5 separate regions of the Mus musculus genome follow, and regions 2, 3, 4 and 5 are each linked to region 1. Evidence: chromatin contacts called from public Hi-C and promoter capture Hi-C data. All regions are on one chromosome and are shown on one strand. Each heading gives the region's core, a stretch centred on a gene start, on an enhancer-like site or on the middle of the called end of the contact. The rest is flanking DNA. Distances are from core to core; before and after follow the strand shown.

Region 1 (5,273 bases), core at 1,063-3,562:
TCTACCAAAGTTTAAATTCAGAAGAAAAGTGGAAAACACAAGAAGTAGTGTTTGCGTTTTTAATGAGGCTCAAATATCTGAGCCAAAACTTTAAACAAAGTGCTGCTAAGTTGCTTGGACTTAGCTGAGGGCTTCAGGACTACTCAGTGTCAGAACACGCTCTGCTTCTTCACTGGTATCTTCCGGTTCTCTTTAATTAGAGGAAAGATTGTTAGGTGGTAACTGGGCCATAATTTAAAATTATATGAGAGAGATGCAAGTTATTAGGCTTGAATACTTCCCAGATCAAATTCTCGCCACTCTGGGGACTCTCCTAGTAAACCCATCATGGCCTTTGATGGTCTCAGAGCCAGGCACTGGTAAGGACGATGATCCCAACAGCTTTTGACCTCCTTCAAAGTGAGCATGTGACAAATTCTAAATTTAACAAAGACACATGGAAGAGCCACACTAAATGTCCCTGTCATCTCATCGGAGTCCCTAGACAGGATTGCCAAGCACGGCACCACAATATCCAGAATGAAAACCAAAGTAAACATAGGAAAACTTGTAGAGCTGGGGGGTGAAAAAGACTCTTGCAGGCCTAGATGGAAAGTGGGGAACTCCTTGAGAAATAAGATATTAGCACAAGTTAGGCATGTCTCGGTTAAAAAAAAAAAAAAAATGAAAAGACCTCAGGGTTTCAAAGCGTACACAAAAAAGTTCTTTCCAGGTCACTAGCACAGGTGGAAGGCTGGGGAAGTCACAGCACCTCAACACTGAAGCTTTGCACCTCAGGTCAGGTTTTGTTTGAACTCCAGTATCAGCAACACCCACCATCAATGAAAGTACTACCAAGGGAGCACTTTGTCTTCAGACAAAACCAACACCTTTGCGCACAAAACCCATATCCAAAAGCAAGAGGGGAGCTCTACAGCTGGCCTCCAGGTGAAGAACCGATATGTCTTCCCAGTGGCTCCTTAGACTCCATTAACTAAAAACTGTAATAACCAAAGTCAAGTTAGGGACAGAAACGATGGAAAAATACCAAGACCAAAAGCTCAGCCTGAAGGCATTATTACTCTTTAGAAACAATGGAGTAGATCCAAACCTACTACAATTTAAACATAAAATCATTGACTCCTAGCCACGGTGCTTCTCTGAAACCCTAGGACAGATGCAGCCAAGTAGTCACTAATTGTCTTGGGATTTCCAAATTGGCCAGAGCGAGACCATCTGAGTCACTTGAAATTGGCAATGAAGCCTAAAGTCTCAAGAAAGGAAAAACTCCTTCACTTACACAACACACACATCCCAGTCCCAGACCGTGTTGGCCACAGATCTCTGGTGAAACAAAAGAGATCCACAACAAAGACCCCCCCCCCACCCCCCTCAGAACTTATGGCTTTAAGAGAGAGCACTCTTGAACGTTCTAGGTGTTGTCATAATGGAAGTCCAGTGCTTCCCAAGAAGGGAAAGACAGAGTGACAAGAAGATGAGCCAGTAACCAAAACAATAAAAATGCTAGGCCCCGGGGAGGGGAGGAGAGATGAAGTAAGCTAGGCCTGGCCAGTACTAGTCAATCTTATTTTCCTGGACTTCAATATAGCAGCCATGGGGGGCAACGGGGGTAACAGGATCACAAGCTCCCACCCACTCCAGCCTGGTCTTTATTAAAATGGAAGTGGGGAGATCATCTTTATAGGGGCTTGAGGTCCACCATTCAAAGCAATGCCAACCCTAAGATTTTCAACATTTTTGAAGCTAAGAGCCAGCCAGACACTAGACTAGGAAGAAGAAGTGGGAGAAGGGAGGAAGGGAGAGAGGAGGGAAAGAAAGGAGGAGGGAGGTAGAGGATAGAAAAGAAAAGAAGGAGGGAGAAGAGAGGAACAGAAGGAGAAGAGGAGGGAGAGGGTCATGTTTCAAAACAAAGGCTCCACTCCACTCGGAACGCCACCCCCTGGCCTGGGCCAGCCTGGAAGGGCTGGGATTTCTACATCAAGCGTCCACAGGGCAGAACAAGGCCGCGCGGCCAGGCGAGGGCCTCCCGCAGCCGCTGGCGGACCGAGCCAGCCCGCGGCGCTCCTAGCCCGCCCCGCGCCGCGTGCCCCGCGCAGCCCGGCTCCCCGGAGCCCGCGAGTCCCGACCTACCTTCCTTCACGCCCGGCAACTTGGACTGATCTACACTCACGTCGGCCATGGCGGCCGCTGGGCCTCGGGCGCGCGGAGATCACGGCGCACGCCCACCCCGCGGGCTGGCCCGGGTGGACGCCGGACTCTCCCGGGCCGGAAATGCACCGGAGTCCAGTACGGAGGGAGAGAGGTGCCAGAAAGGCGGCGGCGGCGGCGGCGGGGGGCGGGGGCTGCAAGGCTGCACCGCACGCAGAGGCGTGCGAGCCAGACCGCCTCCCCTCGCCTATGTGCCTGCCGCGCCCAGCCCAGGCCACAGCTCTGCGGCCTGAAGGCCGGGACCCCAAGGCTGCACCTGCCAGCTAGGCGCCGCCGGGACAGAGCCTATCTGCGCTCCACTCTGAGATTTAAGACTTGTGTAAAGTGCTTATTGAGTGCCAGGCACCACAAATCCTTATATCTGGGATTAGTGGGCATATACATACATACTTACAAACATACATACATACATACATACATACATACATACATACATACATGTGTGTGTGTGTGTGTGTGTGTGTGTGTGTGTGTGTGTGTGCTTTATATTTCTTTTTTTGTTTTGTTTTTTTGTTTTTAAAGAAACCAGAATACAAGACACTGAATTAAATTCTGGGCCCTTCTGGAAACGGAATATTCACAACCAGCAGGGAGAACTGAGTCACTCAATCAACAAAAAACTATAAATGTCTACCAGATCGGATGTTCAGTTTCGGGGGTGGAGGGATTGTGACAGAGACTTGTATGGGCTTCCCCTTCCAGCATGCCACTCACTGGTCTATAATTCTGACATTTGTGTTTCTCTGAAATGAGCGACTTTTCGCGTTTCATCCTATGGATCAGTACAGATTCATGCTCCTTTAGGAACTGTCTCTTCCCCTAAAGGAAACATTCCAGTCCTAAACTGGGTTTTCACTAATCTTATCTTTCAGTCCATTAGTCCACAAACCATGCATATTTATCAAAGAATGGGTGTGAGATCAAAACCGGTGGAGCAGAATACCTCCCTAGGCTTGCTACATAAAGGGTAGAGTAGCAAATTAGTATCTGTTTCCTGAGTGGGCGGCCACTCTCACTAGCAGACAATGAAACTAAACTGAAGATAAGCAAAGATAGGAGAAGGCGGAGAAGAGGGCAGTTTCTGATGGAAACACAGTAGCAAAGCACAGTTCCTCCTCAGAGTTAAGCTTGTTGGCAGGATCATTGAACTCTGGAATGTCAGCCCAACATCTTGTCAAAGTTCAACGTGTCACTTCAGCCACTGGCTTAAACTGGCTTCCCATCTCAGCTCAGACTCCTAGTGTGAGAGGTCAGGAGGAAGTGGTATGATTTTTAACTTGACACTAAAATTGGTTAGCAAAAACTAAGATGTAAATGAGAGCAAAAATTAGATCAGAAGTTGGCAAGCTGCTACCCACAGGCCAAACCCAGCCCGCTGAAACCCCGTGACTGTATTTGTTTAAATATTACATTTTAAATTATTTTTAATATGAGTCATTTAAATTTTGCCTTTTAAGCCCAAAATCTAAAGTACTATCAAACCCTTACAAGAAAATTTTGCACAGCCCTGTCAGAGATAGAGAGCACTCCATAAACAAAGTGTGAAGAAGGAAGGTATAGCAAAGTGGCTTTAGGGGTATTTATAAATGTCCTGCCATATATGGACCTGTTTTTTAAATTGTCCTATAGTTATAGAGAGCATTTATAATGACAGTATCTCTGCTTCTCTTTCCTTCTCTCTTTCTACTTCTCCACCACGTTGTTCCACTGGAGACTGACATGGAGCTCCTTGTTTCTGCTTCTGATGAGTGTGACGAGGAGAAGTAATAAAAGTCCGAAGAAAGAGACATGATAGAGTCTGCATTCCATTCTTCTGCTGGTATGCTAAACCCAACCATGATGGGCCAGAGGAGAGTTTGGAAGTCTATTCTTTCTTCCCACTGGTCTCCAGGGGAGGAAAGGCATTCACCTTTGCTATTTGATTCATCTCACAGCCCACAGACATTATTTAAAATTCATCAGTCAGAACTAGAAAGTTGCTTTCATTTTTAAAAAGTACCCGTTGCTCTTGCAGAGGGTCTGAGTATCTGAACCCACATGGTGGCTCACAATTAACTATAACTCCAGGTCAGGGACATCTGATACCCTCTTCTAGTTTCAACAGACATTAAGCATACATGTGGTACACATATACACATGAAGGTAAGACACTCAAAGGCATACAATAAAAATAAATCTTTTTAAAAAAATCACCAGCTAAGAGTCCATTTTATTCCTTGCTTTTAACAATCGCTAGTGTTTTTAACACTGTTTTGGAGTCTTTGTCGTCTTGTTGAAACCTTTTGACTTTAAAAGCAAAGGAGTAACTGGCTACAGTTACAAGTAAATCTAGGACCTGGTAGTTTTGAAGTACCACTTCTATAAGTCAATTTAATTGGCCCCATATTATTCAAAGTTCTTTGGTTTTGGTTTAGTATGGTTTTGTTCTTTCCAGACAGGGTTTTTCTCTGTAGCCCTGGCTGCCCTGGAACTCTAGACCAGGCTGACTTCTAACTCAGAGATCACCCTTCTCCTAGCTCCAGAGTGTTGGGATTAAAGGCATGTGATACCAACACCTTGCTGAAAGTTCTTGACTATTGTAATTCTTTGCCTTGTGAAGTTCTAGGCATTCATAAGACCCCACCCCCCAACTCCTGTACCTATGACTAAGATGAAGCCAAGAGAAAGAAACAAAGCAACAACAGCCTTTTAGTTTGGGCTGGAGATGTATGTAGTTACAGAAATATTTATTCTTCCTAAGTGTGATTTGGGGAAGAAAGAGGGCAAGATTTATCTTTCAGTCCATTGCCTAGGGAGTAGAGATAAACCTGCACCCTATAAGGAATATATGAGCTCTTCATTATTGAGGCAAGGGTAAGAAAAAGATGGAGCTGGTGATGGTTTTAATAGCCCATTAGAAAAGTGAAGGCTACACAGCTGTCGCATATGAGGTTAAGGTATGCTATAAAAGGGGAAAGTAAGGTGGGATTTGAACAAAGGTAAGCAGATTTTGAGTCGGTCAGAACCTAGATTGATATTGAAATCATTTGTAACCAATTAAAGTGGAATCTGTTTAATTTTGGAAC
Region 2 (5,273 bases), core at 1,742-4,241, 860 kb after region 1:
AAAGGTAACCCCAAAGATTAATAACTCTTTCAACCTTTGTTTAAGCTGCACACCTGCTAAAATTGGAAGGACACTGAGAAGATTGACTGACACGTTGATGGAGCATTCCATGAAAAGATACATAACTGCTTTAGTGTTACATCAATGGTTAGGGGTGATGTCTTCCAAGGTCTCTCAACTCCTAGAGCCTTGCTCGACTGCCCCACTGCCCATGAAGAAAGTAAAGAGCTGACGCCTTCTTTCTGGTTGTCTGGACCTTACTTTATTCATGCGACATGCACTCATACCTTTTATTTATTCCCACTTGATCCTTTGAATTTTGGTCCCACGCTCCCTTTGAACAGCTGGGATTCTATGACCTTTAAGAACAAACATCAATATGACTTTTGAGCTTCAGGGAATTTGGGCTTTTGTTAGCCTCAGAATCGAGCAATGGTCTTTCACAGTCAATAGTCTCCGTCCATTTTGGTGTGCTTCATTCTCCCTAGCAAAGCAGAGGCCTGGACAAATCAAAGCAACTGAACAGATAAATGTCTATGTGCCTGTGCTCTTGTTACAAACGCAAAGATCTAAGGCTCACCATACAAGTCCTTGAGAATTCCAAAGCGCACAATTTCCTCTGTTTTTACAATAACAACATGTGTCCTCTTTTCCTTCTCGCCCGTTCTTGAGAGCTTTGCTTCCTCGGATCCTTCTATGCAAATGTGAGTGTATTCGAATGTAAGTGACCTCATTAGTAGGAAAATCAATTGTCCATGTTCAGCTAGAGTTCCCTGTGATTCCTTCACTAGGACATGTCCACGCTCATAAGCACAGTTAGGGAGATGCTTTAAGGATACAGCCTAAACAGTAAAGAAAAAAAAAAATCTGTGGATGGCTATTCTCTTCCAGTAAGTTTTATAGTTGTGGTACCACAAATTATTATGCAAGATGCTGCCATTAGGGAAATCGGGTTAAAAGGAGATACAAGCTCCATTCTGGTTCTTAAAACAACAAGTGTCGCTCCAATTACCTTCAAATAGAACATCTACAAAGAATTCAGGACAGCTGTCTTTCATCATCACAATTTTCCTCCCGGTCACCTACCTGTGCTGACGTTGTGAGGAAATACACAGAGAAAGAAACCATGGTACATTCCTGGACCATGCAGACATCAAGAGTCTCACAGAGAAGGGAGATAAAAGGAGTAATGAGCATGGTTTTAATGTCAGCAGAAACAGAGCAGTGGTACTCGCAGCATCTCTGTGCTGGTAGATTGTATCTCCATTCAGTCGCTATGCCTCTAGCTAGCCCCCGGCTGCACAGTCATGCGCTATTAGACAAGAATTATTTATTCCTTGTATTCGGTTGGTCATTGTGCCAGTTTCTAAGGCTAACCCAAGCATTGAGCCCCTGTTTCCATTCCATCTCTTTTCTCATCATCTGGCCTTCCCTTCTTTCCCAGAAATTCTTAAGATCATTGACTTTGCTGACGGAAGTCAGGCTTCTGACCGACTAATAAATAAGTTCACCAGTGAAAAGCCTATTTTTCATTCTGTTTAATTACAGGCTTCAAAGACACTCAAAATGGAGGCTGTCTGAGGCACAAATAATACTGTAGGCTTGGTTTACTTTTCTCCTGTTGGTGTTGGCACTGAGCCCTTCCTCTGCTTTGAAATTCATGGCTGTGTCTGTGTCTGCATACTAAACAGACCATGGCTGTCACTGAGTCTGCTTCGCCTGTCCAGACACAGTGCAAATAATCCAGAAGCTTTAAATCCAAGTTCAGAGCTGGAGCTTTGTTTCCGGAGTAATCTATGGATGTAATCATAAATGGGTTCCTATATAATAATTAAAATCGAATTTAGTAAACTATTGTGGGATTTAGGTTGCACCATGATCTGAATTCTAGATATTTGATTTCAGATTTGTCCCTTTAAATGTGAACGCATTTGAGTGACATATAGACAAAATGTACGTGTAGCGACCAGACAAGAAACTGATAGTGAAACTTTCCCCTTCCACACTTCTTTTCTTAGTCTCCAGTTCTCTTTTACAAATACTTTTGACAATCTATGTCACATTCTGTACACATAAAAGCATATGCAGCATATTTTACACAAGAAAAAAACTCCACTAACTCTGCCTTCCTTTATATATACATATATATATAATAGTAACAAGCTATATAGGCTGACTTCTATCATTTGTTACTTGTATTTAAAAATAGCACTAAGAGCATTTTCTGCATCACTCTCTGTGTCTGACCTCATATTTAGAAATTCATGGAAATAATCATAATAGCCTCCTCCTATTCCGCTGCATGCATGTAGCCATTTGGTATTTGATCATGTTGATGGACATTCAGTGTTTCAGTGAGCAGCACTTCAAATTATTATAGGCACCATTTACAGATTTAAGCAATATATAAAGATGTAGATACATTCTAGAAAAGTAAAGCTGTGGCCGAAGGGTGCTTTGTAATTTAGCTGATATTTTCCAGTAATTAACTTCTAGTATTTTTAGTTATCTATGAAAGGACATATTTACATATCTACCCGTTCCCACTCTATTTTTAAATTTTAAATTTGCTAATCTGATCACTGGAGACTCAACGCTGAGGACAACCTCCTACTCAAAATGATATGTAGGAAAAGAAGAGCAAAGATGGTCTACAAAGCATAGAAGATTGAATTAATGTATACAGTACAAGGTGTTATATAAACAATAAATAAATAAAAAGAAGAAAGAAAGAAAACCCTCACATGTTCCCTGGAATTAAATATGCACTTGAATACTGAAAGTTGTTCAAACAACCAGCTGGCTTTGCAGGTCAGCATTTAAAAGCCTTAACAAACAGTCCCTGGGTTCTGACCTTAAACTCCTTGAGCTCCTAGTACCTGTGAGCATGCAGCTAACATTCTGTCCCTGGATGCCCTTTCGTGGTCACATACTCCATCATTAATGCACACTGCAGCAGGACACATAGCATAGAGCAGCTAATATATTCTGAGAGAGTTAATTAGAGTGAGTAAGCCACAGTATCTGGGTACATCTTTCTTTTTAGCATGTCAACATCAAGTCCTTTCCGTGTCGCTTCCAAAATCGTAACTGCGGGATGCCTGTGTTTGCCACTATTCCAGGTAATCATTGATGCTTTTAGTAGCTTTTGGAGGTCTCTTTGGGGTTGATATACTGAGAATTTGTCCTTTGTGTGATTTAACTACTGCGTGTAAAGGATTCTCTTCAAGATTCTACCAGCACCCCATGATTTATATTAGTTATTTTCCAAAAATGAAAACTAGAACATCCATGGCCTCAAGTCTCATTTCTTTGTTCCTAGCTGCAATGCTGTTGAAATCCGTGATGTAAATGTACACTTTATTTTGTAATACTTTGCGATGTTTTCAAACACAGAAATACTATTGACACAAAAAATACTATGGCTCTTCTAATTTAGAAAATGTTTACCAATCTCTGCAGCTCCCTGGATTCTTGACAGTTTTTCAGTGATGACTGCTGCAGACAGAGCCATATTTAGGTTTATGTGGCTAGTCTGTGGTGGCATCTTTTTGTAACCAATAATGGCATCCTTGTATGTCTCTTACTTGAAGGCAAGGTGTCTGAAAGATCGAAGGTTGCAGCGTATTAAGACCTCCTTTCTTTATGTCATAACAGCCTGGGAGATTGGCAGCTAATGCATTGGCCCTTTGGTGGTGATAATGAGATACCACACGCTCCTTGCTAGGGTACAACAGACAGAGAAGACTGGGATGTGACTTGAAAGGGAAAGGTTGGCTTAATTTGTTTTATCTGTTAAGCTAGATCCCAAATGGTTTACATCTCGTCATAAACAAAGTTTCTTTATAGACAGAATTTGAATGCTCATTTCCTCCCGGTTAGTATGCAAATCTCTTTGCAGCATTTTAGCAAAAGAGAATACAACTCATTTTCTGTGCTTATAAATTGTTCATTACCATGCTCTCTGATGGCCAATCCATTGCTCCATATGGCATAAATACTAGGTGCTAAAAAAAAAAAAAAAAAAAAAGAAAGGCACATTTGAGATCAAGGGGAATGCACATATTAAATACAAAAACCCCAAACCTATCACTTGAAATTTGTAACAATTTATTTGTACTTATATTTACATGTGATAGTCTGGAAAAATAAATGCTTCAAGTGACCTTTCCAAGCCTCAGTGTTACATTAAGTGATGTTTGAATGTCTCATTGTACAAGAGAGTGTCAATTCATAGAGTCAAAGTAGCATACAAAAAGAGTATCTAAAAAGAAACACCTCTTTTCTTGTGATTATGGGTGTGAAATACTGTAGCCTCTAAAGTTCATCACCTAGAACTAAGAAAACTTTGTTAGATTGCTGAGGATTTTGGACCTCTCAAAGGTTATTTCTTTTCTTCTTTGATAGATGGAAGGTTTTATTTTATTTTTCCCCCCAAACAGGAATATCATGTGACCATAAATTTACGTCAGTAATTAAAAGCACTTACTTTACATGTATATTTAAATACTGTTAAAAGTTATTGATTGAGTTCTGTTTCCATTGACTGGGAATGTTATTCTTTAACATGAAAATAATAATAAATAATGACCCTCTTGCTTCTCACTTAAATGAGAAAACAGAAACTCAAGGGTCCCAATGGCTGTCTAGATCACGCAAAGTCTGTGGAGAAAACAATATACTGTTCAGATCCTGTAGTATAAAGAGGAATTTCAGTAGATTTCCTACTCCTGCTGAATTTAAGAATCTACCCAGAGACAATTTTTTTTCAATTAAAATTCTGTGTACCAACAAAAAACAATGCTGCGAAGCTTAGAGAGAGAGAGAGAAGAGGAGAAGAAAAGATGTAAAATCACACTATCTCTAGGCACTATTTTCATTAAAGGATTAGACCAATACAGTGCTTGAAGTTTATTGTTCTAAATATGTGTTTCAGCGAGTGCTCTCGGATCTATCCTGTGAAGAAAATGAAATGTAAGTAACAAAATATTGTATTTATTTAGCATTTGAAAAATTCATAGACTCAGCAGACTCAAGTCATTTTAAAGCACTAAAGATAGTCATGTTTAAACAAAATCATGATTTCTAAAAACAAAACAAACAACAACAAAAACAATAACAACCAACCAGGAAAGGTAATTGTCACTGTCATCACTTTATTGAATAATGCAGGAGTTCATGGATCTCAAGTCTTTTGTTTCTCTTGGGTTCTTCTCCTATGAGGTTTCCATAGTTGTTTAGGCACAAGAGAACTGTAAAGTTCTCTTCTTTTG
Region 3 (5,273 bases), core at 2,081-4,580, 830 kb after region 1:
GGACTGTAATAACTCCAATCTTTGATGTTCCTGTGCATCAGTCTGAGTTACAAAGGAAGCCAGGTCCTCTGAACAGTGAGGGAACAGGGAACGTGGTCCTGCAGCAGGAGTTACTATTCTCACTGTAAGGTGATGCTCCTGTTGAATGATGGGAATTTCTCTCAGAGAGGGATACAGGGGAAATCAAGGAGTAGAACTGATGCCAGGGAGTTGTACCAGGCTCTTCTCCAGGTAGCTTTGTGCATTTGTCACAAAGACTCACACAACCTTGGGCTCCTCACTACAGTGCCTGTTTATAGCCATGACATACAGAGCTAACCAGCATCTTTGCATCATCAGGCTTCAGAATAGTTAGCTCTGAGCCTCCATCAAGTATTGAACTTCGAACTAATTAAGCAACTTGATTTCCCATAGAGAAAGACATGAAAAGACCACTTTATTTAAAATTGCTGTAGCCATCTAGTCATCATTCTTTATCATGACCTATTCCACCAATGCCTTTCATATCCCGTTTACATTAATGAATCTGCATCTTTTGCCAGGCTTTATTCTTGAAGACCCACAAGTCAAAGCTGTAGTTTGAGAAGAGCGTCGGTGTAATAAAATGTGTAGGTGAAATTGTCTTGTCTGCGAAGTCATTAAATGAACTTGGCATCTTGGAAAGAAAACTGCCAGCATCATTCCCAAGATCATTGACAGCAGTGATCTGATGAGAACACACTTTCTGTGATTTGCTTCATCAGAGCAGCCCAGCTGAAACAAAAAGCCAATAGCTCGTCTCCTCTGAAGTCCTTATGTGTTGGGTAATATTAAATCACTGCCTGTCTTTTTCATCCTATTGGCATGTCTTTAAGAAGCAGGGGCAACCGTAATTCTACAACTGACTGACAGCACCACCCAGAAATACAGAGAGCGTGCACTGTCATCCATTTGTCCATACTTCTTGTGTGCGCAGGACTCGACCAGCAAGAACGACACTGCAACAGGATCCTTCTGCACACGTTTATTGGGAGAGCTTGATTGCAGAGGCGAAGAGACCCGGAGCCCAGAACTGGTGATGCTTATATAGGCCTAGGAGAGGCGTGTCTCACACCCAGATTGGTTATGCACTAAGCCTCATTTGCATGTTACTCATCTGATTGGCTACTCTCTCTCTCTCTCTCTGTACCTCACAGAGCCTCATTATCATACCTCATTTGCATGTCTCACATCTGATTGGTTATACTCTCAAAGCCTCATTATCATGCCCGGGCCAGGCAGTGTCTTTGCAAAACACTTTACTGCATATGTACACATTGGTTGTTTGTCCAAACTTATGCGTGGTGGCCAGCAGTAGTCAGTGCCACTCTGCAATGGCATATGTGACTTCCCACACATACTGCTGGCCATACTTGTACATATGGCCAATCAACACTTTTCACCTATGTACAGGCAATTAACAAAGAATCATTGAGAAGATTGGTTAAAACAGGACACACTCTGTTCTTGGTAAATTTTCGAACTACTCTTGAAGTTAAGATCATGCAAAAAGGAAGATGAAGGTCACAGAAAAAGCACAAAGTTTAGCAAAGTGATGTGTGTGTGTGTATGTGTGTTTGTGTGTGTGTGTGTGTGTGTGTGTGTGTTTTGTTTTGTTTATCACACCAATTGATTCCATATGCTATGTTGCATCCATGCTTATTCCTTAGTTTCAGGTTTTAACTGTTTTCTGTTGCCACACCAAACCCTGAACCCTTGTTGATTCTTCCTGAATTAATGATAGCCAAAATGTACAGTCCTCTCTTTATCAATCTGATCATTCCTGTGGCTGGAAGCATAAACATGCTATTTTAGATTTTACTTATCATATGATATCCTTGACATCTGTACAGTTACATTTCCAAGGCAGAGAGAGAATGGTTTGCTTGCTAGCCTGTACTCAAGCTCATGACTTGTGATTTCTGAACACCTCCTACAAAGGCCAGGGAAAAGAAGACAACATCTGAGAGTGAAATGTGTAGCCCATTACTGGGAGTCTTAAAGGTCATGCTGCAAGTGACCTGCTCCTACATGTAAATTATACAATGACTAAAAAAATAAACATTCTCAGAAGATTGGCCGGATAAAATCACTATTATAACCTTACTATTTGTGTATGTCAGAACAAACAGAACAATGTCTGAGGTTTAACAGATAAAATTAATTTGAGACAAGAGAATAGGAAGGGAGAGGTGTAAATTTGGAATTTGACAAACAAGGCATGCTTACTTATACAGTGTGCCAAGTCAGAAATAAAAGCTGCATGTGTAAGACAAGCCCAAGTCCTTGGGAAAAGCTTTTCCCTTAACATCTTTTGCCATTCAGAATTTTATCTCATTTGTTTCCTTTTTGGTTCTGTTTCAGTTTTTATTGTGTTTTCAAATCTTGAACCATAATCAGAGCATTGCATCTACTGTCCTTACAGACCACACACACACACACACACACACACACACACACACACACACACACACACACATACACACCATGGGTATAAAAACCTTAAGCCATATTTAAGCATTTTAGACTCTATAGCCATAGAGAACAGAGAAAGAAGGGAAACTTCCAAAGTTAAACAGTACCAATATGTATGTATTCTTGTATGCAAATCACATACTTGTAGAACAACAGTATACTCAGGGTGCTTATTTTTTATGTTATATACATGTGCACACACAGAGTACTCTCACTATGCGTGTAAACAAAAGAATACACACACAGCACATGACCCTGTGCTCAGTCCAATGGATGGCTGCGAGCATCCACCTCTGGATTTGTCAGGCTCTGGCAAAGCCTCTCAGGACACAACCATATCAGGCTCCTTGTCAGCAAGCACTTCTTGGAATCAGCCGTGTGCTGTTTGAGTGGCAAAGACTGCTCAGAATCAGATCCAGTTGTGGACACTACAAATAGTTAATTAAATCAATTCAATGGCATAAATCTTTAATCAGAGTGGCTCAAGAATTTGAGGTGCAAAGTTCTCTGGATAGCAAATATAACCTCAGGTCCAGAGTTACAGAGTCCATGTTTAAATGTCTTCTCTCTAACCAGTCAACTGGAAGATAGTTTGCCTAACATCAGTTCTTACCTAGTTGAAGGTGAGACCTCAAGCAAAAACGAAGCAATTGGCAACTTACATCTTGTGAGTGCTGGATAGATATTATTATACCTTCTATTTTGTTATGACCAATTGCTAACTTAATAATGATAATAATAGTATCATCATTATTATTTTATTTTCTTAGACTGAGTCTTACTGTGTAAACATGGTTGGCTGGAACTCACTATGTACATCAGGCTAGCCTTGAACTCATAGCCATCTATCTGCCTTTGACTCTGCCTCCTGATTGATAGGATCAAAGTACTCAGCCATATAGTGGCTTGTTAATAATTGAAGATGAGAGCCCTGTGTTTATGGATTTTAAAGAGCACCCTGAACATAGCAAATATATTTTGAAATATTTAAAAAATATTTGACCTTTGAATTCACTGACTATTACCCATTACTCATAACATGTATTTTCCTGTGAGCTTTGTAAACAGATATACCCATATTAGCTTCCCTGTAGACCAGCAACATGGTTGTTCTGACTATACAGTGAATTATACCTAGACTTTGGTCCTACCTGGCCACAAAAATAAATTAACTTCACTCAATAGGCAGCAGTTTCTCTGTCTTCAAGATAAGGGAATGAAACCATATCTAAGGTACATTTTAGGAGTTTGAGAGTCTGTGCACTAGAGATTTTCTTGTTTACTCAAATTTACGGGAAACAATAAGAAATGAAAGAGTTCAGGAAAAGGCAGTTAAAGTGGTTGTAGAATGGATTCATTCTTTAGAATTTTCTCCGTTCCCCATGCTCAGAATTGAAGTGTACCCTCTCCAGACAATTGTTCAACACTTAAAAACTTAGCTTTTCTTTATGCTTGCTTTGCAACTTGAGTTATTGTTGACTCAAACAAAGACAGCCTTATTCTCCTAGCAGCTCTTTGTGCAGCCTATCTGTTTTAACCACTTGCTGAGAGCTTCCTCAGTGCCAGCTGCCTTGGTGCTCAGGGTGCTCTGCATAATAAGGCACGACTCTAGTCAAGTTGCTCACAGCCTAGGGACAGGCAAAAAAAGAAAAAAAAAAGTCTGATCTCTCAGAATAACAACACAAAGATAAATCTGATAATTAATTACAATATAGGCCAGCAGAAAATATTTATAGAGTTAATAGTTCTGACTGAAGGGAGTAAGGCTTAAAACTTTTGAGTATGAGAATTGTAAGTTTTCATATACCTTTTTGAGCATGAAAGCTTTCTTAAAAGTAAAATTTGAGGTGGGTGACAGTGGTGCACATGCCTTTAAACCCAGCACTTGGCAGAGGCAGAGGCAGAGGCAGAGGCAGAGGCAGAGGCAGAGGCAGAGGCAGAGGCAGAGGCAGAGGCAGAGGCAGAGGCAGAGGCAGAGGCAGAGGCAGAGGCAGAGGCAGAGGCAGAGGCAGAGGCAGAGGCAGAGGCAGAGGCAGAGGCAGAGGCAGAGGCAGAGGCAGAGGCAGAGGCAGAGGCAGAGGCAGAGGCAGAGGCAGAGGCAGAGGCAGAGGCAGAGGCAGAGGCAGAGGCAGAGGCAGGAAGATATCTATGGGTTTGAGGACAGCTTGGTCTACAGATCTGTTTCCAGGGCAGCCAAGGCTACACAATAAAACCCTGTCTTAAAAAACAAACAAACAAACAATCTAAAACGTAATACTTGAGAATAAAATAATTCAAGGTCCTAAAATGTTACTCATGAAAACTTCAATCCCCAAAAGCTGGATCCCACTTACCTTGAGGGAAAGAAGAGTCAAACATAGGGCCAGGATTCAGGCCAGAACTGCTCTGTCCACTTCTCACACCTACTCACTAATTTATTCATTCGACAATGGTTTATTCTGTGACTTCTCAGTGCCCAGGACTGTTCTAGTACATAGACAATAAGAAAATAATTAAATGGGCAAACACCTTTGCTATGTCTTGGGGAAACAGTTGATCCTAGGATGGAGACAGAAAATATACAACATGAGCATAGAGTAACCTCATAACACCAGGTAGTAAGAACGTGCTAAAAATAATTAGTGACAAAATATTGAATAATAGGAGTGACTTCTCAAGCTCCCAGTGGCCAAAGTGGGACCAATTTGTGTGGCCTAATAAACTAGCATTGAGCTGGAACCTTATGAATAATACATATCTATGCCCTCATAGTATGTCCTAATAAGTAAATGAAGGGTGAA
Region 4 (5,273 bases), core at 2,044-4,543, 810 kb after region 1:
CTGACATAACCCTGATCACTGTGTCTTGAGAGTATTTTTCCTCCTAGTGTCTGAAGGTGCATCCCATGAAATAGATGGGAAGGGAATGCGGCCTTCATAAAGCATCAGCGTAAACTCTACACGGAGTCAACTCCACAAACTTTATAGAGCCATGTTGAAGAATTGTTCGCTTATCAATGAAGTAAGCACTTTGTGACCTGAAATCACCAACCAAATAAGGTCAATCTAAGAATGAAGACATGCTGTTCAAGTTCTGTGGGAGAGGTGTCAAGGTGTGACGGGGAAGGGCCTGAAGGAAACTGAAGGAGAACTCAAGGGCAGGAACTTGGCCCCTAGGACAGGAATTCATCCACCATGTGATCCCTGGAAACCTCTTGTTTCTTCAAATCTCACTTTAATTTTCTTTCTCAGGAATTGTGATAAGCTAAGAGAAGGTATGATTTAATGAGCAGTCCTCTACTGCACACACTTGATATTATGCACAGAACTTCATCTTCACATGAGAGCCTAGCATAAGCATTAAGTCATTTCAAAACTGGATAAAACAGAAGCTCCGACAGTTGAAACACTTTTCCCAGTAACACACAAGGGTGGTCAGGTACAGAATTTAAAGTCAAGTAGCTTTGACCAAACCCCAGGATCTGCCACTATTATGAAGTCTGCCATGAGCATCCCCAAGGCCTATTGAAAGTAACAAGGAAAATAATGTGTGAGGAACACACTTGGAGATTTTAAAGTTCTATACACACACACACACACACACACACACACACACACACACACACACACAGTTTGGTTATAATAACATGTATCAGGAATGATAAACCTCAGTATGCTTTCTTCAAAAACCCAGAAGCAAAGAGACTTTGCCTTCAATGCCCATCCCAAGCCCTTGTTTGACCTCATTTTGAACAGTTCCCTTATCCCCACAAGTCCCTAGTTTATAAGGCACACATTAAATCATATTGTGGCGCGTCACCACAATCCGAGCACAAAGAGTAAGGTGACAAACAGATGTGTCCCTGTCTTGTGGCAATGTCTGGTATGGGAGGTACCTACTGGACATCAGCAAACCCTCACCTCCTCTCAAGATGTATCCCGCCCTTTCCCTGGAGTTCATCAATACTGCAGGCAAGTGCTGTGGACTGTGAAGGAAGGAGGCAGCCCCTTATAAATGCTAACTACTCATTTCAGGGACTTGCACTGTGGCCAGTAGATGGTAGTAAATAATCATATGGATCAAAATAAAATCAATTGTCATGCAAGTCAGGTGGAGGTATCTATGGAAGCTGCTTCATTTTAAAAGACAAGTAACACAGGAAGGCTCATGTGAGCATATGTGTGTGCTTGGGTTTAAATAAAGCCAATTAGTATCCAGAAGAGACTGAACTTACCCAGTGTTACTGAACAATATACAAAAATCCCCTTGCTTCTTGATATTAGCTACAGAATATGAAGTAGAGATGGACCAAAGAACAGGACTAGAAGGCTTGGGGCAATGGAAGGCATTGCTATAACTTCAAGCTTCTTCTCCTTGTCTTTTTCATCCTTTATCAAACATTAAAAACCTTCTTTGCCAATGCAGGATGCCTCCTATCAAGGCAGTTCCCAGGCTGGAGGCTTGACCTCAAAAGGAGGAGGAAATTCGCATTGCTCAAACATCAAATGATCAAGCGAGTCTACCTGTGGACCATGTTTAGAAAGCACTGTAAAGAACTGCTCGGGCCTGCCAGGTAAGGATGACTGCCCCCAAACCTGAACACCAGAAGAGTTCCACCCACATGGTGGAGAGATAGGATTCCTGAGAAATTTTCTTTGACCTCCACACACATGTGCATCATGTGCATGCACACACACACACACACAGTCCTTTGACCTCCCCACACACGTACACACATGTACCCACCTACACACAAAATTGAATGCAAAAAATATTTTTAAATGCTCAAACTCTAAAGGCTAAATATCATTCTACTTTTAGATTTAAAAAAAAAAGTCACACCAAGGTAGTAGAAAATAACCCTTCTCAAACCCAGTGAAGCCAATATTAGTACAGAGCAATATTTGCCAAAGTCGCCAGGCCAGGCACCACTCTGAACATGTCACTTGAACTGTTCTATTTCATCCTCCTAACTACCCCTAGGATTCACAGGGGGCATTCTAGTGTCCATTTTGCTACTTGAAATAGTCTCAGAAAGGTGAGCTAAACTGCCCAAATTTACACAGCCAACACAAGGCAAAGGCACAGACAGAAGATAACCTTTTCAGCTTATTGGTAACCATAGCTTATTGCATGGAAAAGCATCTAATGTTTTCCGTAGCGCCTTGGTTCACAATTTCACAATCAGTGGGTTTGCGGAGGGAAGGGAGCAACTGTCTCCTAATGGAAACAGCAGAAGTTCGCTTTCGTGTTTTTGATTTTCTCTTTAACTAGGCTTCCCTATTCCCAATTAGGACTTAGAGGTAGAAGGAGGCTTCAGGCACCAGCTGTTCTAAAGGACAGGCATCCCATGTCCTGCCCACCACCCCCACCCCTCAAGGAAAACAGTTCCTGCTATCTCCAAGGCTGGGAGAGTGGTGGCCAGCACCTGTAGTCTCTTCCTTCTTCCTGAACTCACTGCCTGAAAGAGACCCTAGGCAGGAACGTCCCTCAGAAGAAAAAAAAAAAAAAAAAAAAAAAAAAAAGCAGGTCAGGAAAGGAGCTAGCAAGGCTGCTTGCTGGCAGCCTCTCCCCAGGGCTGTCATAGCTGGGACTGCGAGCTACGATGTGATGGAGTGGGTGTGCTGGGACACAGCCTCCTGCTCGCCTCAAGCTTACAGCGGCACTCCTGAGAACCCTAGGCACAAGGACCCTGAAATAGATCCCTCAAAAGCCTGAGAACCCGCACAGCCCCGGGCGAAATAGGCCTCCAATTTGCTAAGTTCGAACCCCGACCGCCCTACTAGTTAGTAGTGTGATTTGTTTAGCCTGGCCACAGTCTCGCTCCGTGTCTCAGTTTTGCTGTCTGTAAACCAGAAGGGTTGTGGAAGACGATCTACAAGAATTCCTACTACCCGGAGTTACTGCGGCTGGCCATTTCAACCCAGCCCTCCCTGCAGAGCAAGACTCACCTTATCGGGCCAGCCCAGCAGGCTCGGCGACAGCGACCAGATGGATGCAGGGTGGCCGACCACTGCCTCTTTCAGCGCCCTGGTCCAAGCCGAACCTAGGAAAGCCAGATGCTGGCAGCCTTCCCCGACTAGCCTCTTACTTTCCGCCGCACTTTCTTTTTCCCCCTCCGGAGCTCCTCCCCCGCCACCGCGCGATTGGCCCTGGGATCCAGTCACAGACTCCACCCACGCGGTGAATCGCGCTCCGCCCGCGATCCGGGCTTCCCAAGGCTAGGGTTGGGGCCGCACGCGGGGCAGTCCCGCCCGCCGCGAGGAGGAGCCGCGTGGGGTCCGCCCGCTGGCGGATGCCAGGCTGCGCTGGGTGCCACCGCGTGGGCCACTGGGGCTGGGGCGGAACGTGCAAGGAAGGGCTAGCCCTGCAGCCGGTTGGTCTCAAGACCAAAATACTCAGAGCAGGTCCAGAGCCTCTGCACACCTAAGCGCACCGTTGTGCTCCACTGAAGATCGCGGTCCTGCAACCCAAGTGGGTCCTAGCCTACGGTTCCTTTGGTCTGTGTATTCACCTGTCACATACTAATGGCCATGAGTCGATTAAGGCTGCACCCCAGAGAACCCACCATGTGTCGAGTTCCTAGAGCAACAGGAACCAGCGGCAGCACAGCCTTCTCCTTAGTCAGGAGCCCTATCTTGCTCTGCTAGAAGTAGGGGACACAGGAAAGAGAGCACCCATCATGACAGTAGGACATTATCAGTATCGTCCACTATCATAATCAGCCACTAGTATAATGAGAGGCAAAAAAGCTAGCATTCAAGACGAATAAGCTGACAAAGAAGAATGCATTGGTGATTGAATGGAATAATCGATTACAGAAGAAAATAATTTTCTATTCCGTCATTCTCCTATCACCGGGTCCTTAGAAAAGCTTTAGCTGCCATCTCTACTATACACTGCAGTTATGTAATCATCTGAGGATCTGTATAATGGTCTTCCTTACATCAGTTTCCTTGTTCAAAAGCCTCCTCGAGAACAAGGCCCTTCAAACACGGTCCTCATTTCAGAGTATCCCCAACAAAGGCAATCTGCCAACCATACTTGTCTCTTCTCACAGGCCTTGCTCCTTGCCACCTCCTTGTCTGCCCCACCCTCAAACTACTTAACTGTGTCTTATTAATTTGTTTATTTGAGAAATTGAGTCCCAGATGAAGCAATTAAGCAATGAGGAAAGGGGTGTAAAAGGAAAGGGTGTGTGTGCTTGGGAACAAAATAAGAGCCAAGAAAGGTCAGCCTTCCTAAAGATGCTGGCTGTTCAAACCTTGCACACTTCCGTGACACTGCTGTAACCAAAACACCTGAAAGGACAACTTAAGTGATGGAAGCAACTACTTTGACTCTTCTGCTCCAGTACCTTTGTGTTGCATTGTGGGAAGAGGAGAGGCTGATCACTTTCTGCACCAGCAAAAGCACAGGGAAGGAAGAAGGCAAGGGACCAGATAGAACTGTCACATCCGTGCTGCACCAACCTCCTTCCTCCAAACTAGAGCTCGAACCTAAATTTCCAGACTCTCCCGAAACAGACCAGTTATTCAACACACAAACCTATGGGGGAAGAGTTCATATTCACACTGCAATACCTTCCTAAAAGAACTAACTGAGATGCTTCTGTGTCTCCTGACCTCAAGACAATTGAGCCGTTACATTATTATTTTATGTATGGATATCTGACACATACTCCATGCCCATAAGATTGTCACTGATGCAAAGAAGAAATGATCTAGGACATTTTTTAAGTTACTGGTGATAAGCACAAATAAAATTCTTTGATTTCTTCCTCATTCATTAAACATATTCCAGGCATCAACTTTTCCTTTTAATGTAGTACACTTATTAAGCACTACACTAATGATTTTGTAGGTTATCTACAAAATAGAAGGCATAAATCAATCACAATGGCCTCAGATATATTAATTCACTCAACTCTCACAGCAACAGATAGGGTGCCATGCAAAAGATGTAAAGAAAGTTTAAATAATTTTCTCAATGCTTTCAATCTAAAAGTAGAAGATACAAAAGTCAGGACCCAAGCAGTAAGCATCGACTTTCCAAAACATTCACCTGGATGAACTACCTTGGGCTACCCAGAAGCCAGGAAGATTATGTCAGT
Region 5 (5,273 bases), core at 1,799-4,298, 770 kb after region 1:
AGTTACAGAACATGAGCATAATAAAGAGCAGCCTTCTGAGGCCTCCTAAATGCAAGCAATTGTGTAACCTATTTAAGCACTCAGATAGGTCATATCATTTGACAGGAATCAAACCATAGCATCTTTAAAGGAAATGAGAGGACAATCCTTAAACATAAGTTTCAATCAGACATAAAATTAGGGAAGTAAACAGAGGAATATAGTTCTAAATAACCAATGTATCAAGAGAAATATTTCTGAGAGAGAAGTTATGAGATTAAAATACCACACTAAGGTTGTGCTCCTTGGGAAACAGTTTGTTGTATTAAAGACATTATGCTGGAAAGAAACATATAATGTGAGCAACTTAAGATTCCACTTTAGATCCTAGGAATGACAAGACATACCAAGTAAACAAAATAAAAAAAAAATAAAAGAATAAGTAGAGATCAAAGAATTTTAAAATGGGTTAGAATGGGGGATGGAATCAAATGTATTCTCTGAAAAGACTGGTGAGGCTGATAGATCTCTAGCCATGTGAAACAAGGAGAGAACGCAAATGCAGAAAGCAGGAATCAACAAAGAAATATAGCTACTGATCATAGAGTCATTAAATGTATATGCTGATGCTATACATGCCAAATATACAAATTCCATAACATAGATGGAACAGGCCAATATATAGAAAGGTACAAACTTCCAACTCACAGCATTAAGCTAAAAGGAAAGACAGTCTTATTCATCTCTCCAATACTGAGGATGTGGGAAGGCCTTCATCTCTATAGCAGTGAAGAGAGAGCACAACCTTGACAGTACCTAGATGACCATCTTCCAAGAGCAAAAACAGAGAAGCAAGTCCAGTACTCTGCCCCTGTCCTCTGGCTCACAGACAACCATGAAATGACACATTGGCATCTTGTAGTTGCTGATTTGTTTATATGTTTGAGTCCAGGACGTTTTCCTCCACTTCATTAATTACTGACGAACCTATTTTGATCATATTCAATCCCAAGTCTTCCCCCAACTCTTCCCAGGTGATCCACTCTACAACTTTATATCCGTTTCTGTTCTGTTTTTAAAATAAAGATTCTTACTCTAATTTCTGTCCCTTACATGTTCCAGGGTTTGTGGGTGTCTTATAAATGGACATTTTGGTTATTTGTCCCATTAGTGAGAGGAAATAACATAATAGGTTTAATTAATTTAATTAATTTCAACCAACATGTCATAGGGATAGCTTTAGATACAGATAAATGAGGTTAGATTTACATGAAAAGAAGGAGGAGGGCCCCACGATACAAAACACCTTTAAAAATAATAATAATATAGTTGTAGGCATTATACAGTAAACAAACTACTCTTGAAATATTAAGTCTGTGAGTAAAAAAGATAACTTTACCAAAAAGAATATGCAGAAGGAAAACAAACATATCAAAGGGGGTTTAAAACCATGACTCATTTGGGGAATATAAATTAAAAACCATTAAGATCGCTACTACACCTTGTCAAAATAGCTAATATAATAAAAAATGAAAATATTTAAGGCTTAAAAAGATAAAAAGTGGCTGGACATGTTGTGTGCAATAACATGTGGAGTCCAGACTGCAAAACAGAGGGGAAGAGTCTGGTAAAGATAAATAATAGTCTTGCTATATGACTCCACACAGTCCTGCGCTGAGGTCTTTCCATAAGAAATTATAATTACACACACACAAAAAATATGTATATGGAATGTATATTTTATTACCATCAATAAGCTTTGGAGCACAGAGAGCGAGAGAGAGAGAGAGAGAAAGAGAGGGAGAGAGTGAGAGAGAGAGAGAGAGAGAGAGAGAGAGAGAGAGAGTATTCAGCAACTCCAAACAATGAACATTATCCAGTGTATGTTTATAAGTTACTTGGGGCAACTTCAAAGGAATTCTATTAGATGAAAGAAGCCACTCTGAATAGGCTACACACTGAATGATTCCATTTACACAAGATTCTCAGAAAGACGGAAATGGTTTGACAAGCAACAAACATTGAGGGTTGGACTGGTAAAATAGTCTATCTGTAAAGGAGCTGTATAATGGCGGTATGGATCACTTGAATAACCTGATTGGGGCAATTGCTCTAGAATCCAGGATACAACCTAAAATTTATTGTCTTCGTTTTGGTCTTGCCACCATGATAAAATAACCTGAGAGTCAGAAACTAAGGGGAAACGAGTCTGTTTGGGCTCACAGTTCCAGTTTGCCATCCATCACTGAAAAGAAGTCAAGGCTTTAGGAACTCTAAGCAGCTAGTCACATTGCATCTGCAGTCACAACCAGAAAACGTTGAAGGTGTGTTCAGATTCCCTTCTCCACTCTATACAGCCCAAAATTCTGTGCCCAAAATATGGCCGCATCTACATTCAAAATGAGTCTCCGCATTGATTAACTTAATAAATATGATGTCCTGGGCCATGGAAACAGCTCAGAGGTTAAAGGCACTTGGCACTTGGTGACAGGAACCTGACCACCTGGCTAATCTCCAGCACCCACATAAGTGTAGAAGGGGAGAACTGACTCCCCAAGTTGCTCTCTGACATCCAGACACACACATAAGCCCACAGATTCTTCATTCATTCACAAAGTACATTTTAAAAAATACAACCTCTTACAGACATTCTCAGAGGCTAGCCATAATCATGGCAATCCTTCACAGCCATGGCCAGAGGCCTGCCCCCAAGCTTGAAGTTTGTGATGATTGGTAATCATCCCATCCATAGAACTGTGCTTCAAAACAGGTCAATTTTATCTTATATACCTATTAAGTACATTTTAAGTAACATGACTCTTCTTTTAAAAAAACTGATGATTCCTGATGTCTTTTAGACAGGCTTAATAAAGACTTTTTTTTTTAAACCTAAATATATTGAATTCTATTTTCAACATTCACTTTGAAAATAACAGCCTTGTCATTAAGTACTGAATGTTCCCGAAAAGTCCAGAAGTAGATGTAAAGGGAGAGATCAAAGTGCTGTCCTCACCTCAAGCTCACCAAGTCAGTGCTGCTAACTGCTACTGATGAAACACCAGAGTCAAGGGTCACAGCAGAAAACATTAGCACGCTTTTGGGCACTGCTTTCTCTACAGCTTCAAAATACCAGGTCCTTAGAGAGGATGGCTATAATTCACCACCTGCCACCTTCTGAAACCTGGAATAGAATGTGAACAGGAGGCCTTCACCCTAGACTTTAAAGCTTTGAATAACAACACACTCAGAGAGGTGAGGGAGGACATATCACCCTGAAGGCTCAGCTCTGTCACAGAGAGTAGAAGTAGGTTTGCACTGAGAGGAGATCTAAGAGGAGTTTAACAGAATGCCAGACCTTGGCTTGTATGTTTGACTCTATGACCCTGGGCACTCTGAGAAAAGTGGTGAGGCAAACATGAGATGAAAGGTGTCCACTTCAGGATAACAGGGACCTGCTCATTCTCCAGAGACAATTTAAGAGTGATGTGCTAGAAGTTCCTGGAGAATTTCAAGCAAAGCTGGGAGTGTCTTACATGCCTTCACTCAGTGTGCAGACTCTCCTTTAACTTACCATTCATTTTTGGGACACTGAGGTTGGCAGATGATATATATTGACTTTTTACGACATTTGTTGATGGATATCCTTGGGTAGAGGACTTAGCGATGTCCAAGAAGATAGCTGGCTGCATATACTGGCAAACATTCGAGTTATTTAGTAAGGTAACAGAAGCTTAACACATGGAATCATGGAGTTATCCACACAGGTCTGTGACTCAAGCTGTGTTGATTATGGTTTGTAAAAAAACCAAAATGAATCTCAAGTAACTAGGGCCTTACCTAGAATCAACTTCTAGGTACAATGTCCCATAGCTTATTCTTTGGTATGCCAGGCCCAAGTTTACTGTAGTTTTTCTAAATATTTCTAAGGAAATGGTTGAGGATCAGGTTGAACATACCTACATGTAGAAAAGCCCAGGCCATTATTTATTCTACAATAAAAATTGAACTTGGAGACAATAACACTACTAAAAATAGGGGAAAATCTTTCTAATTACAAATATTATATAAACCCTAAGCACGAGAAATGTTTCCGTTTATTAAGAAATAAGTTTATTTTGCTTATGTTTGAAAGGAGGTTATGGTTTAGCAATTATGTTAATGCACTCGGTATATGTTTATGAAGAACTAGGAAGAATGGTTGTTGTCCTATCCTTATGAAAGGTGAAATTGTCTGGCAAATAGAAGCTCACAGTCTGGAAACCTGCATCTGGCATATCTCAACATGTATACTGAAAGGGGAGAAATCAGCCCACTTGGGCACTATGATGGCACATAAAGTTCAAGAAGGGAATTAAGTGGAATTATTTCCATCACCTACACAGAACAGTCATGCCACCTTAGGATTAACATCCAATCACTTCCTGGTTAGGAAATGAATTACTTTTCCCAACACAGAAAACTTTACAAACCTTTGCAAAGGGCTGAAGCAGCGAAGCTTTGCCACAGTTTCATAGATTTGTGCTTAAAAACCTGCATGTTCTATCTTCTGTCTCCAGCTTCATACTCTATTCAAATCATGGAGTTATTTATTGAGCCTGGTTCCATAAACTTTACAGAGATACACACAGTGATGGTTAATGTTGCTTATCAACTTGTCAAGTTCTAGCTTCACCCAGGAGACAAGCCTCTTGACATGTTTGTAACAGGGTTTTGAGACTGGATTTTTGTGAGAAGACCTACCCTAAATGTGATTAGTGTTATTCTACTGGCCCAGGGGCCTGGACCCTGAACAGAACAAAAAGGAGAAACCAGCAGAGTTTATATACTTTTGTTTTCATGATTACAAATTCAAGATTGCCAACCACCTCAGGCTTCCCCCATCAAGACAGGCCATGCCCCAAATCTGTGAGTCAAAATAAACCTTCCCTTCTTGAGGGTGTATTTGTTCATATTCTGTCACAGCAGCTAGAAATACGAAATATACTGTTGCTATAATCAGGAACCTCACAGCTTGCCAGCCAAGAGACATAAACAAAATGGAAAAAAAGAAAACATAAACAAAATAACAAGAAACCCAATGTTCAACTTCATTACAAATGCCACCAATGTCATAATGACATCTACAAGACATCCTTTAGCAAATACCCTGACTGTCAAGCAAAACTTTTTTTAAAAATGTGTTTCAAGAGTAATGCACCACAGCTCTCATGAAGGTTCACGATTTGTAATGGCATTTTAATGTCTTGAGACAATCTGTTAAGTAAATATCATCGTTAGCTTAGTTTAACAAAATA

What was found. Promoter capture Hi-C pulls out the DNA fragments that hold promoters and counts their contacts. Hi-C and Micro-C count contacts between places; a contact is called where the count stands out from the background.
Region 2: a promoter capture Hi-C map of hippocampal neurons shows a contact between it and region 1, with 2.3 times the contacts expected there. The contact joins the promoter of Tmem207 here to the promoter of Ccdc50 in region 1.
Region 3: a promoter capture Hi-C map of liver shows a contact between it and region 1, with 4 times the contacts expected there. The contact joins the enhancer-like site here to the promoter of Ccdc50 in region 1. A contact is called at or near these places in 2 of 39 promoter capture datasets (liver and pre-B cells), 3 of 115 datasets of contacts at active chromatin or transcription factors (astrocytes, embryonic stem cells and large pre-B cells) and 1 of 9 other capture datasets (liver).
Region 4: a Hi-C map of hematopoietic stem and progenitor cells shows a contact between it and region 1, with 6 times the contacts expected there. The contact joins the promoter of Il1rap here to the promoter of Ccdc50 in region 1. A contact is called at or near these places in 7 of 39 promoter capture datasets (the 3T3-L1 cell line, the C10 cell line, hippocampal neurons and 3 more), 3 of 484 Hi-C or Micro-C datasets (CD4 T cells, hematopoietic stem and progenitor cells and liver) and 6 of 115 datasets of contacts at active chromatin or transcription factors (astrocytes, embryonic hindbrain, embryonic stem cells and 3 more).
Region 5: a promoter capture Hi-C map of liver shows a contact between it and region 1, with 2.1 times the contacts expected there. The contact joins the enhancer-like site here to the promoter of Ccdc50 in region 1. A contact is called at or near these places in 4 of 39 promoter capture datasets (the 3T3-L1 cell line, 3T3-L1-derived adipocytes, liver and 1 more), 3 of 115 datasets of contacts at active chromatin or transcription factors (bone marrow-derived dendritic cells and bone marrow-derived macrophages) and 1 of 9 other capture datasets (liver).

The regions. Positions count from the first base shown.
Region 1 is chr16:27,385,995-27,391,267 of GRCm38.p6, reverse strand. It overlaps Ccdc50 (coiled-coil domain containing 50), which reads right to left and starts at 2,312. Exons shown (of 11, transcript NM_026202.4): 1 at 2,131-2,312. The coding sequence starts at 2,179.
Region 2 is chr16:26,524,489-26,529,761 of GRCm38.p6, reverse strand. Tmem207 (transmembrane protein 207) reads left to right here and starts at 2,991. Exons shown (of 5, transcript NM_001101640.1): 1 at 2,991-3,122; 2 at 4,937-4,974. The coding sequence starts at 3,048.
Region 3 is chr16:26,560,713-26,565,985 of GRCm38.p6, reverse strand. No RefSeq gene overlaps it. Among named protein-coding and RNA genes, the nearest start is that of Il1rap, 18 kb to the left of the region's middle. Within about 2 kb of position 3,330, at least 10 of the 459 cell types and tissues checked have an H3K27ac peak or open chromatin away from gene starts, as enhancers often do. A contact at or near this core is called in liver, where this site is marked.
Region 4 is chr16:26,579,725-26,584,997 of GRCm38.p6, reverse strand. It overlaps Il1rap (interleukin 1 receptor accessory protein), which reads right to left and starts at 3,293. Exons shown (of 11, transcript NM_001159318.1): 1 at 3,112-3,293.
Region 5 is chr16:26,614,131-26,619,403 of GRCm38.p6, reverse strand. All of the region lies in intron 1 of Il1rap (interleukin 1 receptor accessory protein), which reads right to left. Among named protein-coding and RNA genes, the nearest start is that of Il1rap, 35 kb to the right of the region's middle. Within about 2 kb of position 3,048, at least 2 of the 459 cell types and tissues checked have an H3K27ac peak or open chromatin away from gene starts, as enhancers often do. A contact at or near this core is called in liver, where this site is marked.